3 separate regions of the Sus scrofa genome follow, and all the other regions are linked to region 1. The links are chromatin contacts, called in public HiChIP or PLAC-seq maps. All regions are on one chromosome and are shown on one strand. Each heading gives the region's core, a stretch centred on a gene start, on an enhancer-like site or on the middle of the called end of the contact. The rest is flanking DNA. Distances are from core to core; before and after follow the strand shown.

The links. HiChIP or PLAC-seq counts read pairs in DNA pulled down with a chosen protein or histone mark.
Region 2: a contact with region 1 is called in an H3K27ac HiChIP or PLAC-seq map of skeletal muscle. The contact joins the enhancer-like site here to the promoter of LOC110256380 in region 1. A contact is called at or near these places in 4 of 5 promoter capture datasets (fetal skeletal muscle, liver and skeletal muscle), 15 of 47 Hi-C or Micro-C datasets (alveolar macrophages, embryonic fibroblasts, fetal heart ventricle and 9 more) and 2 of 2 datasets of contacts at active chromatin or transcription factors (alveolar macrophages and skeletal muscle).
Region 3: an H3K27ac HiChIP or PLAC-seq map of alveolar macrophages shows a contact between it and region 1. The contact joins the enhancer-like site here to the promoter of LOC110256380 in region 1. A contact is called at or near these places in 3 of 5 promoter capture datasets (fetal liver, fetal skeletal muscle and liver), 7 of 47 Hi-C or Micro-C datasets (embryonic fibroblasts, fetal heart ventricle, fetal skeletal muscle and 3 more) and 2 of 2 datasets of contacts at active chromatin or transcription factors (alveolar macrophages and skeletal muscle).

Annotation. Positions count from the first base shown.
Region 1 is chr1:269,453,090-269,457,246 of Sscrofa11.1, reverse strand. LOC110256380 reads right to left here and starts at 1,796. Exons shown (of 3, transcript XM_021070004.1): 1 at 1,320-1,796. The coding sequence starts at 1,781. It overlaps IER5L (immediate early response gene 5-like protein), which reads left to right and starts at 1,723. Exons shown (of 1, transcript XM_005674588.3): 1 at 1,723-3,327. The coding sequence starts at 1,937. The coding sequence ends at 3,148.
Region 2 is chr1:269,805,438-269,809,594 of Sscrofa11.1, reverse strand. C1H9orf50 reads left to right here. Exons shown (of 13, transcript XM_021085475.1): 12 at 1-113; 13 at 428-650. The coding sequence ends at 532. Among named protein-coding and RNA genes, the nearest start is that of NTMT1, 12 kb to the left of the region's middle. Within about 2 kb of position 1,799, at least 39 of the 83 cell types and tissues checked have an H3K27ac peak or open chromatin away from gene starts, as enhancers often do. A contact at or near this core is called in alveolar macrophages, retroperitoneal adipose tissue, skeletal muscle and 2 more, where this site is marked.
Region 3 is chr1:269,715,272-269,719,428 of Sscrofa11.1, reverse strand. No RefSeq gene overlaps it. Among named protein-coding and RNA genes, the nearest start is that of NTMT1, 100 kb to the left of the region's middle. Within about 2 kb of position 1,763, at least 71 of the 83 cell types and tissues checked have an H3K27ac peak or open chromatin away from gene starts, as enhancers often do. A contact at or near this core is called in alveolar macrophages, embryonic fibroblasts, fetal liver and 4 more, where this site is marked.

The DNA.
Region 1 (4,157 bases), core at 547-3,046:
CAGGTATTATCACATAAACAACCTCCACTCTTGCAGATTCCTATCATCAGATCACCAATAGAATGGAAGTAAGACACCCTTTCTCACAGTTTCTCTAAAATGTCAATCCTGGCTCCTCTGGGTTGGGGGGTGGGGGGAGCAGAAGAGGTGTTTCTGATCCCAGAAGCTCAGACCGGTTCGAGATTGGTCATGGATGGCCTGGAAAGACCAGAGCACTGGATTGGAGCTGTGGGACCTTAGGCAAGTCCCTTCAGCTCTCAGTGCCCCAAGTTTTGTCTAAAAAATGGGGTAAGTGCTCCTTAAATCTGTTTTTACCCTGGATGCCTGGCACTGAGTAGATGCTGAAAAGCTGAGGAAACGGAGAAACCTGGGGAATTCTTAAGACTGAAGGGAGAGCCAGAGAGTGCAGGATGGGCTGGCTGGGTCCCTTCACAGCCACCAAGGGATGAGCATGCTGAGAAGAGCAGACCCAAGGAGAGGGCGAAACAACAAGAAGTTTGCTCCTGGGACCTCCTCCCATCCCTTGTGGAGTTCCCTTGTGGTGCAGTGGGTTAAGGACCTGGCATTGTCACTACAGCAGCTCAGGTCGCTGTGGTGTGCAGGTTTGATCCCTGCCCCAGGAACTTCCATAGGCCTCAAGCTCTGCCAAAAAAAAAAAAAAAAAGGCAAAACATTGTCAACAAAAGATAAGCAGGTGAGTTTCTCAGCCCATGGTATCAGCCTCCTGTCTGGAGTTCACAGTCCTGGCCCGAATCTGAGCTCCGCCCTTTAGGAGCTGTGTGATTTCCCACGAGTCAACCCCACTGCTCTGAGACTGTCCCTGCTCTGCAAGCAGTCCCCAGAAAGGATTCAGGGCGTTTGTGGCAGGGGCCTGCCCATTCTAGGCACATAATAGTCCCTATTGTCATTCTTATTGGTTAGAGAGGAAAGGAAAGGTTACAGAACTGGTGATTAGGACAGCGGATGCCGGCTCTCAGAACTCGTTTAGACCTCAGCTGTTTGAGGCCCAAGACTCTCAAGACTCCTCCACCAGCGGAGACCAAAATTTACCAGGTTTTGGCTTCTCCCATCAGACAAAGGGGGTGGGAGGCCGTTCCCCAAGTATTCCCTGGGGCTTCTCCGTCAAAAAGTCAAGGCATCAGGCCCAACATTCTCCGCGGCTTTGGGTACCTTGAAATCTCTTTCCCCCCAGAGGGTCCTCAAAGGTCAAGCCGGCAGCCCCACTAGTCTCTTGCAAAGGCCTTGGGTCCCACGGGTCACTCAGGGGCAGCAGGTGAGATAGGAGGTGCCGCGTGGCCGGGAGTGGGAGCCGTGCGCACCTGCCGCAGGTGAGGCCCAGCCGTGCGGAAGGGGGAGGAGTCGTCGCCGCAGCACGCAGGTGAGCCGACCCCCGGCTCCCAGGAACTAGGCCGAGGGCGGCTGCGGGTTCCAACGTGGCGGGTGCGAGGCGACCCACGTCGCAGACAGCGGCCCCAGCGGCTCCGAGTCCCGCGCTGCGCGGCGGCTCCAGGAGAACATTCGAGGCAGCGACGGCGTTGGAGGCCCGGGGTCCGTTCGGTATTTGAATAGCACAAAGGAACCGCCTTGGTCTGATTGGCCAGCCGAGTGGCCCCGGGGCGGGCAGCGTCTGTCACTCGGGAGGTTCTGGGCACTGTTATTGGTTCACCAGGTGTGGGGCGGGGCCCGGACGCCCAGCTAAATAGCTGGGGCCGGGGCCGGCCGAGGCTCATTGCTTTGGCGCCGTCTGGGGAGCACGAACCTGCGGGTGGCGCGCAGCGCATGGTGGCGGCTCCTCTCAGAGCGCAGCCGACCCGCTGACCCGGGCTCCGTTTCCCGTGCCCGGCGCGTCCCGGAGGCCGGCTGGAGGCCGAAACAGCAGCAGCATTAGCAGCAGCAGCGGCCGCGGCTGCTCTGCCGCCGCCGTCTCCGCGGGAGCATGGAGTGCGCCCTGGACGCCCAGAGCCTGATCAGCATCTCCCTGCGCAAGATCCACAGCTCCCGGACCCAGCGCGGCGGCATCAAGCTGCACAAGAACCTCCTGGTGTCCTACGTGCTCCGCAACGCGCGCCAGCTCTACCTGAGCGAGCGCTACGCCGAGCTCTACCGGCGCCAGCAGCAGCAACAGCAGCAACAGCAGCAGCCGCCCCACCACCAGCACCAGCACCTCGCGTACGCGGCGCCGGGCATGCCGGCCAGCGCGGCCGACTTCGGCCCGCTCCAACTTGGCGGCGGCGGGGACGCGGAGGCGCGCGAACCGGCCGCCCGGCATCAGCTGCACCAGCTCCACCAGCTCCACCAGCTGCACCTCCAGCAGCAGCTGCACCAGCACCAGCACCCGGCGCCCAGGGGCTGCGCGGCGGCGGCCGGGGCGCCCGCGGGCGGCGCGGGGGCGCTCTCGGAGCTGCCCGGGTGCGCCGCGCTCCAGCCGCCGCACGGCGCGCCCCACCGCGGGCAGCCCTTGGAGCCGCTGCAGCCGGGTCCTGCGCCGCTGCCGCCGCCCGCGCCCGCCGCGCTCTGCCCGCGGGACCCTCGCGCCTCGGCAGCCTGCTCCGCGCCCTCCGCGCCCCCAGGGGCCGCCCCTCAGGCCGCTGCCGCCGCCTCCCCGCCCGCCTCCCCGGCCCCCGCCTCCTCCCCCGGCTTCTACCGGGGCGCGTACCCGGCCCCCTCGGACTTCGGCGTGCACTGCAGCAGCCAGACCACTGTGCTGGACCTGGACACTCACGTGGTGACCACGGTGGAGAACGGTTACTTGCACCAGGACTGCTGCGCCTCCGCCCACTGCCCCTGCTGTGGCCAGGGCGCCCCGGGACCTGGCCTGGCGTCCGCTGCCGGCTGCAAGCGCAAGTATTACCCTGGCCAGGAGGAGGAGGACGACGACGACGATGCAGGCGACCTGGGGGCCGAGCCCCCCGGGGGCGCCACGTTTGCCCCCTGCAAGCGCGCCCGCTTCGAGGACTTCTGCCCGGACTCGTCCCCGGACGCGTCCAACATCTCAAACTTGATCTCCATCTTTGGCTCGGGCTTCTCGGGGCTGGTGAGCCGACAGCCGGACTCCTCCGAGCAGCCGCCGCCGCTCAACGGGCAGCTGTGCGCCAAGCAGGCGCTCGCCAGCCTCGGCGCCTGGACTCGAGCCATTGTCGCCTTCTAGGGACCCCCGAGGGCACGGGGACCCGGGGACCCGCGGGGCTGGGGCCAGACAAAGACTCGGCCAAGGGGCGAGAGGAGGGAACGAACAGGCGCCCGGCCACTCGGGGCTGAGCTGGGGGCAAGCAGAAGGAAACGGCTGATGTTTTATAAATTGTAAAATAAAAAAAAAGAAATCTAAGATCTTGGACTTTATTTTTGCAGAGAGAAAAAGCGCCTATTTAAGTATGCTTTGTGTTTCTCCTACTCTTTTCTTCTTTTTATTGTAGTGATTGCAGTGGTGTTTAGCGAGGAGCCAGCCACGTGAGGAAGGGCTGCTGCCCGGAGGAGGTGCCGGGCAGTCGGGGGCGAGGCAGGGCGCCCGGACCGCCAGGGCGCGCCGGGGGCGCAGCGCAGGAGGGCGCGGGGCCCGGGACGCCGATTCCAATCAGTTGTCAGACCCAGGAAGCCCGGCGCTCTGTTTTTCCCGAGTCCCTCCGAGGGGTGAGGAATGAGTCTTGTGAAATCCTGAGCAAAAACAAAGGCAAATTCTATCTCCGAAAGGGACGTTTGGGTCACATTTCCTCTCTGGGGGCGGCCTCCAAAGTTCTCAAAATGAGAAGGCAGAAATGAAAACACTTCAACTTTTTTTTTTTTTTTTTCTTTTCTTCCTGGGGCGGGTGTCTTGAACCCCTCCTCTCTCCGCCCCTCTGGTTCTGTTCTCCTCCCCTCCTCCACCCTCCTTCCAGACTCGGGGGTGGCGCCGGACACCCCGACACGATCGGACACTGTTTGGGGAAGGGGTGGGGGGCGGGCACGGCCGACTACATTTCCCATCATGCCCAGCACTGCGGTCCTCACTAAACAAAAAAGGAAGTCGATTTCTTCACCTGGATCCCCGGCGGCCCCGAGGGAGGGAGGGGCTGGGACCGCCGACTGTGTTGGAGACTTTTCACTAAGTTCCTGGTCTGATGTAGTGTTTGTGTGTGTGCTTCTAAGTTGCTCTGTCCTGGTTCAGCCTTCGGTTGCGTTTC
Region 2 (4,157 bases), core at 550-3,049, 350 kb before region 1:
CGAACAGCCACCTGCCCTTCATCCCCAGGGCCACTGCCCAGAGACAGCGGGGAGACCTCAAAACCTTCCTGGAGCAGATGGAGGAATCACCCTTTTCCTGGACCCAGAAGCTGGTGAGCAACTGCTGGCAGCCAGCCACCTGGAGCCCCTGCCTGGGCTGGGGGTGCTCAGTGGGGTGGCTGGGGCTCTGAGTGTGTGGTCGGCTAAGGGGTAGGCCCTCGGGCTGGGCTGCCTGGGTTCAGATCCCAGCTCCTCATTGCCAGTGGTGGGGGTCTCTTTGCCCGTCAGTTTTTACATCTGTAAAATGGGGCTGATTGAGGCCCTTACCCCCTGGAGCTGCAGTGTAGAACCCCCCCTGGGCCCAGGGAACCCCAGATCCTGACCAGAGGCCCCCCAAACCCCCAGCTGGTCCTCCTTCTGGCTCTAGGAGTCCTTCCTGCCCAGCTTGGTCTTGCACACGGTCCTGAAACGAGGCCGCCCGAAGGGGTACCAGCTCCTCCTGCCTTCGGCATCGTACCGCACTCGGAGGTGAATGGCCGCTGTGCCAAAGCCCAGGCATGGCCATGGGCGGGGGTGAGGAGAGGCCTTCCCTGACCCACAAATAAACGCACATCCCAGGTGGCTGGGACCTGCTGCCAGGTCTCCCCCTACAAGCCTGTCCAGGTGCTTGGTTTCTGATCTTCAGGGGTCCTGGACCCCAGGGGGAGGGAAGGGGCAGAGTCACAGCTGAGATGAAGCTGAGGGGTGGAGGCAAGGCGTCTTCAAGGGTCAGGCTTGTTCCAGTGAGCCCCTCTTCTGGGAGGTGGGAGACCCTGCCACCCACTTCATACCTGGGACCAAGCCTCTGTCACCCTGGATCAGCCCGAACCTGAAGCAGGCACCGACCTGGGCTGACTCCTCCACCCCAGCCACCATCTTTGACTAGAACCAAAGGCTGCTTGCTGACTACCCCGTGGGGTGAGGGCGTCCAGATTTTGACCCAAGGGACAAACATTTGTCTCACGTTCCCCAGGCCAGGTTCTCACCATCTGGTCTGGAGGGCAAGCATCTGGGTAGGCAAGTGCCAGATGTTTCTCTTCTAGGTGGGGCAGAGGATGGGGGGAGTGCTGTGAGGCGGGCAATGTCTAAGAGTCCTATCAGGAGGTGACCAAAGACAAGGAACTGCCTGGGGTTTATCTGACCGCTGCACGGACCCAGCAGTGCTGCCCCCATTCGCCTGTCTGCCGGGTTTGAACCTGCCACGCACCCGCATTCCAACTGCTGGGCAAAGCTTGAGCCACCACCCCCCCCCCCTTCTCAGCAGCTCTTTGGCTCCAACCCCTCGCCCAGCCCAGGATCGAGGTCTTTATCGCCACCTCCTGGGCAGTGAGGAAACAACCACGGAATCCACATCCAGACAAGGGCCTGAATAGGAAAGGGTGGGATTTGGGCTGGACGGGCCCCCGGGGATGTTAGGGCCAGAACAGGTTGTGGATGGAGGAGGCCTGTTTTGAAGGGGTTCCATGGCTCCAAAACATAAGGCTAAAGATCTACAAACCCTGGGGCAGTGCTACCACACCCCTTCACTAAAGACTGGAGTGGGATTTCAATCCCCTGACTTCCGCGATGCTCCCCGCCGCTCCCGCCCAGTATTTCTATTTCTTAGAGAGCCCGCGGGTACCAGAGGAGGCCTGATTCTACTGCATCTCCTCCCCGTGGCTTTGCACAGCGCCCCCCTCGCCCTCTCTGAGCCTCAGTTTCCCCTGCAGGGCCGCGGGGGACCCCAAGCCGGCCACCGGCTGCAGCGCCGCGCCGCGCCCACGCGGGGGCAGTGTTGGCCTGGCTTTGACGCCGCTCGGCGCGGCCGAAACTTCTCAGCCTCTTGCTAAAGGGTCGGAAACTTTTCCCCTCGCGCTGCGCCGGTGTCTCCCGTCCCGCGCCGCGCCGCCTCCTTCCACCTGCCCGAGGTCAAGGCCGGGCCTCGGGAGTTGGGGGGGAGGGGCTCCCCCGACCCCCAGATTCCCTTTCTCGCTTTTTGTTAAACCAAAAAACTGCTCAACTTGCAACAGAGCCGTCGGCCTCGGGCACTGGAAATTGAGGCCCGCGTGCGACGCGCAGGGGCGGCGGGGTGGGTTGGGTGCGTGGGGTGCCGAGTTCGGGTCCCTAAGATGGGACCTGCCGGGAGGGGTGGAGCTGGGCACTCGGCTGGCGGCCACATGGGGTTCCGCAGCCCGGCTTCTCGGGGACCCCTCCCCTCCCGCTCCCCCCACCGCCCCCCCAGCTTCATTTCTTCCTTCCCGCTCCCGGTTCTCCTCCCCTCTCTTCCCTACGCTCCCTCTTTCCCTCCTCGACAAACATGGATTCTGTGTCAAGAGGACCTTGAGCGGCAGCTTCGAGCCTCACCTCCCACCACTCCCAACAGAATCGGGGACACGAAGGGGCAGCCGCGGACCGCGCCTCGGAGACGCGCCCCGCGCGGGCGCGCGCACCCCCCGCCCCCCCACGACACACACACACACACACACACACACACACACACACGACACAGACATCAGAGAAACACGCAACACACATATATGAACACACGGCGTAAGGATGCTCCACAGACACACGCCCCACAAAGACATGTCCCCGGGTACCACCCCCCCCACACACAGCACTTAGAAACATCATATACTCACGGAGGACCCCCACGCACACCCTCCCACTGTTAGGGTCTCCTAGCGACCCCAGCCCCCACATTCCCAGGTCCACTTGCTAACTTCGAGGCCACATATGCAGCCCCCTCCCCCGCCCTCTGCAGACCTTTCCAACACGCCCCTGCTGCTCCTCTGCAGGCAGAGCTTGCACCTGAACGTGGGGTGACTAAGAAGGGGGGGGTGAGAGGAGTGCTGCAGGGAAGGGATGGACCCTCCCCGGGGTCCCTGGCAGGGTCCTTTTCTCTGGTACATTTCCACTCGGGGCTGGCAGGTGGCCAGTCCTTCCTGGGCTCCAGGGAGCAGCCTGGCTGGAAGGTGGGGGAAGCAGCCGTGGCTGGAGCTGGTGCCAACCTCAGATCCCCCTGAATCTCGGGGAGGGGGGAAAGGCAGGTGTACCCCCCCCACACACACACACTGGTCTCTGCCAGTTCCTGTCTGCCCTTCTCGCTCTGGGCAATAGCTCCCTTGCTATTGCACCCCGCACCCCTGCCCAGGGCTGTGGGTGGACTTGTGCCAAACCAGGGTGGGAGCAGGGTCTAGTTTTGGGGGTGGGGAGAGGGAGGAGTAACTCCCAACCCAGGGCAGAAGCAAGCAGTGGGAGAGGCAGGAAAATCACTGCTCCTTCCCCTGGGCAGTCTGGCCTCTCCACCCCCTGCAAGGGCCTCTTCCTCCCCCTCCCCCAGATAAGGAAACTGAGGCCCAGAGAAGACTGGGGGTCTTGCCCAGGATCGGCCAAGGGCAGGAGCTGGGACCAGGTCCACACGTGTCCTCTGCCAGGGCCCAGCCTTCAGCCCCACGTCCCCGCGTTGTCTCATCCAGACGAGGAAACCGAGGTCCAAAGAAGCTCAGCTCTTTCTCAAGGTCGCTTGGTTCTTAAGTGTTGGAGTCAGGATTCAAGTTCAGCCAGAAGAGCCGCCAGCAGACCACCGTGCGGCTCCCTCTCCACGGGGCAAGCAGGGTGGTCTGGAGGACCCTTCCTGCTGGGGGTCCATCCTCCAGCACAGGGGGCACCGCAGAGGCAGGGAGAGCGGCAAGGCAGGAGGAGAGAGGTGTTTCAGGAAGTGGCCTCTGGGGAGGATGCGGAGCCTGGCGGGTGAGAGGGCAGGAGCAAAGGATCCTGGGAGCCTGAAGCCTGGGAATCCCTCAGAGGGCGGGCTGGGCCCCCGGGGGAGTGGAAAGATCCCGACTCCAGGCAGGGACCTGGTTCCTGGAGATGTGGCACTGAGAGAGAACTGGGCTTATTCACTTCCATGCTGCACCTACTGTGGGTCCCCCCACCACGCTGGGGCCCTGGGCACACAGTGGGCACCAGAATAAGCAGCCCTGCCGTCAGGAGGCCACAGTCTGGTGAGGGACATGGACTCAAACAGGCAATTCCAGGGCGCAGGGACAGGTGCTGTGATGGAATGTCCAGGGCTTTGGGGGCACAGGGCAGCGGGGGGTGGAGGGGCGCTGATGACAGTGAGATGGGGAAAAGGT
Region 3 (4,157 bases), core at 514-3,013, 260 kb before region 1:
CTGTGCAAGACCCTGTGCGGGAAGGGGAGAAGGGGCTGGGTCCCCACCCTCGCTGGTGGGAGGGTTAATACCATGGGGGGGGGGCACAATTAGAGGCTGCAGGAGCCCAGAGGAGGGGCACAGATGCAGCCTTGCTGTGTCTCCTCCAGTCGGTCTGTGTGTGTGTCTGTTGTGTGGTCAGGGTATGCCAGGTGTGCATGTGGAAGGGTCTGTGTGATGCGTGCGGGGTATGTGTCTGCCGTCTATGGCATATGGAGTGTGTGTGTGTGCGTCTGTGATCTGTGTAATGGGGTGTGTCTCTGCCTGTGTGGTATGGTCTGTGTGATGTGGGGGAGTGTGTGCTGTGGGTGTGTGTGTTGTGGGGTGGTGGTACCTGGGACACTCCCCAGGGGAAGAGCTGAGGGGGAAAACGGGGGAGCAGAGGGGGTGTTCCAGGCAGAGGGAGGGAGGGAACAGCCCTGCAAAAGCCTCTAGGCAAGAAGAGGCCACCCCAAGCACTGGAGTACTTGATAATGTCTCCAGTGAGGCTGGGGGGTGAGGGGGGGCAGGAAGGGAGAAGCAAGGATGTGGGGGTACAGGGCGGGTCTTTCTCTGATAGCTTAAGGGTGTGCGTGGGCAGGAGTGGGGGGTGCGCCGAGGGGTCAATCCACACTGACCGGGCGGGAGGGGCAGGCCTGGACCAGAGGCAGATGCTGGATGGAGGTGGGAGTGAGTTTGGAGAACAACCAGAGCCCTGGCCATGCATCTGGGAAGCTGTACGGTCTGGGATCCCAGATCTGAGCCTAATAATTCCTGCTCCGCCCCTGACAGCAGGAGCCAAAAGGGTCTTAGTTTCTCATCTATAAACTGGGTCCCAAGATGATATGCCGAAGACCCAAGGAAGAGCCTAAGAACTGCCCATGCTTTCCGCATGCTCTGTGTGTGCCTCTGGTGAAGGATGGAGTGGGCATTTGCTCACAGGCTCTCCCAGCAACCCAGGAGGCCGGAGATGCTGAAAACGGCAGCCCTGGCACAGGGCACAGCAGTTAGTAACTGGCCTGAGGGGACAAAGAAGGGACTGGAGGAGGGACAACGAGAGCCAGGATTTGAACCCGGGTGATCTGACTCCAAAATGGCCCCGTCACCTGACTGCAACGGGGATCAGCAGCTTACTCATGTGCCGACAGCTGCTCCCCAGCCTTCCCATGGGATGATCCTTTCTCATTTGATCCTGTATCCTGGTAGATTCCACATGGCTATTATTCTAGATTAGGAGTCCTGCTCTTAGCGCTGAGAAAACTCGCCAGGACTCATGCCCAGGCGGTGGTGCTCCGGAATGTGCCCCGCCCCCGCCCCCAGCCCCACCTTGTATGTCTGCAGCTGGTTTTCTCAGCATCTGCCCCAAAGGGTCCTCACCCATGGCTAAGAGCACGTGGCAAGGTGGCAAGAACTTGGGCTGCTGCCCCAGCGCTGTGTGACTTTGAGCCAGTCCCTTCCCGTCTCTGGGCCTGGGTTCACCCAGCTGTACAATCCACTTACGGAGTCTGGGAAGATTTGCTAAGGGACAAAGGAGGAAACCGGACTTTCAGAGAGCCCAGAGGACTGGCCCGAGATCAGGCAATCTGCATAAGATGACTCCGGATTTGAACCTGGACCCCCGGTGTGTTGCTTTTCCCCGGGGTCTGCTCCACAGCCCCCACCCCGGAGGCTGTCCCCGGCCCTCAGGGGCCCCACGCAGTTCCAGGCCCTGTCAGCCTGACGTCAGGCCGGGGCCAGCGGGGCCTAGCTCTGCACAAACAGACGGCGAGGGCCGGGCCGGGGGCGGCGATGACTCAGGGCCCCGAGACGGCCGGGAAGCGGAAAGTTTTGTGCAGATGACGTCACCGGGCCGCGAGGGCGGGAGGGGGCCGGCTCCGGGAACCGGCGGCCTGGCGGGCAGCCCGGGCCGGGGCAGGGCGCGGAGGGGCACGGGCGGGAACGCCGGGCAGCCACGCTCGGCCGCGCCGAAAAGCACCGACCCCCCCCCCCCGCCCCCGCCGTCCCCTGCCCGCGGCCCCGGATCCGAGCCCCGGAGCCCGATCCCGCGCTCGCCGGCGAGGAGCGGGTTCCACACGCCTGCGAAGACGCCTCGCCGAGGACGCCGCGCTCCCCAGCGCTCCGGAGGCAGCCGCATCCATCCTGCTGCGTCCCTGCATTTTAATTACCACGGCATTAATATTCATGAGCCGGGACTCGAGGGGGACCGCGGGCTGTCATTTCCCTCGCCCGCGCACCCCCGCACCCCTCTTCTCCGGCTGAGTCGTGGGTTTTTTTCCCTCCCGCTCCCAGCCCCGCCCGCGACAATAGTTGGTGCACAGCCGACCTGGGTTGTGTGGGAGTGTGAGCAGGAGTGTGAGCGGGTGTGGGTGCCCTGGGCAAGGGTGAGGGCCGAGTGGCAAGGACCTGGATGCCCCGGGCGAGGGGCTGAGCGTGAGGATGGGATGTGCTTTCCGGGTCTGAGCGGAACGTGTATGAGTGTGTGTGTGTGTATGAGTGGGCAGGTCTGGGGGAGGCAGCTGTGCCTGCAGTCTGACCTAGGGTCTGGGAGAAGGGTTGCGGGATCTGAGCATACAAATGAGGAAACTGAGGCCTGGGAAGACCCTGGGTTGCGCGGAAGGACCAGAGCCCAGGGCCTGGCTGCTGGGTGCCCTCTGCTTCCTGCTCTCCTGTGCTGCTGTTTTATAACAATGGCAGACAGAAGGTGCTGAGCTGGCACCTCTCCCAAGAGCTTCCCTGCAAACCTGTGCTGTAGGGGGCTCTCTCAGGCCCTCTCCCAGACCAGGACACAGAGGCACTGGTGTAGCCAGTGGGGGTGAAGCTGGAGCCCAGAAATGTCCAGAGCCTCCAGCTTTACCGACCACACTGTGCTGCCCCCGTGGAACCGTGTGTTCGCGTCCCAGCTGGGGTAATCTGGGGGTACCTGAAAGTCCCTCTGGCACCCCAGTGCTGCCCATGCCCAGGTATTAGAGTGTTTCCCTAGAAACACAGCTCATGGCCTGTTTCCCTCCCATCAGGCTCCCAGTGCCCCATTGTCTCCCCCTCTTGAAGCCGGCTCCCACACCACTGCACACCAAGGGCTCCCCAGGACACAGGATGTCTTGCTTCACAAGGGAGCAGGCAGACGGTCTGCAAGTCTCCTGGCCCTCCTCCTTGGGCCTGGGGGCCGCCATCACTCACTCATTCATTCATTCATTTGTTCATCCAGCCAGTGCTTAAGTGCCTCCTGTTTCTGGCAGCAGGGGTTCTCTGCGTTTAGGAGAAACCCACACCATTCTGTTCCCTTTGGGTCATCTCCACCCTGGAGGGGGTGCTCAGGCCTCTACGGGGGTGTCTGTCTCTCTGTGCGCATGCTCCCTAGGGGTGCAGGTCTAGGGTGGAAGACAGCTTCCGACCCCCAGTCTGGCCGCAGAGGTCCAGGTGCACATACGGTGGGAAGGGCCCGGCCCTGGTCATCCTTGGGCTAGTGGAGAGCCAGCCAGACGACACGAGGCAGCCTCGATCTATGCTTCTCTCTCCTTCTGGAATGTGCCTTTCTCCAGGCCTCTAAACCAAATAATCCGGCTGATGTGTCTTTCCCTGGGGGAGCCAAGGCCACCCTCCCTCTCACGTCCACCCTGCCCCTCCGAGCACCCAAACGAGCTGACTGTTCTCCCCTCTCCACCCACGCAGGGCTGGGCTGGAACTCATGTCCCTGCTATGTCCCCGGAGCTTTTTCCCTCCCTCCTGGGGAGCTCTATGGGAACGCAGAGAAGGGGACAGGAGCTGCGGTCCGGGGCCCTCTGGAAAGGAGGTAACGGTTCACGGGGCTGCAGAGGTCAGATAGGAGCCCGACCTGTGAACGGTGGGAGGAGGGAGGGCGGAGGGCACAGCCCAGAGGGGTGACTGCAGCCCCTATTCTGGAACCAGAGCAGGCCAACCAAAGGCACGAGGTCTGGGGAAACCGAAGGATGGATTTGGTCTTGCTGAGTCCGAAGCAGTACAGCTTAGTGGCAGGGACTCTCTCGCGTGAGCCGATGCTGGGTGGGAACCCCCTCCCCCGCCACTGTGAGGTTTGACAAGACACTGAGCCCCGTCTCCCCATCTGTCAGATGGGAAAAGAGCAACACTTTTTTTCTGGATGATATTCAGATTAAGAGACA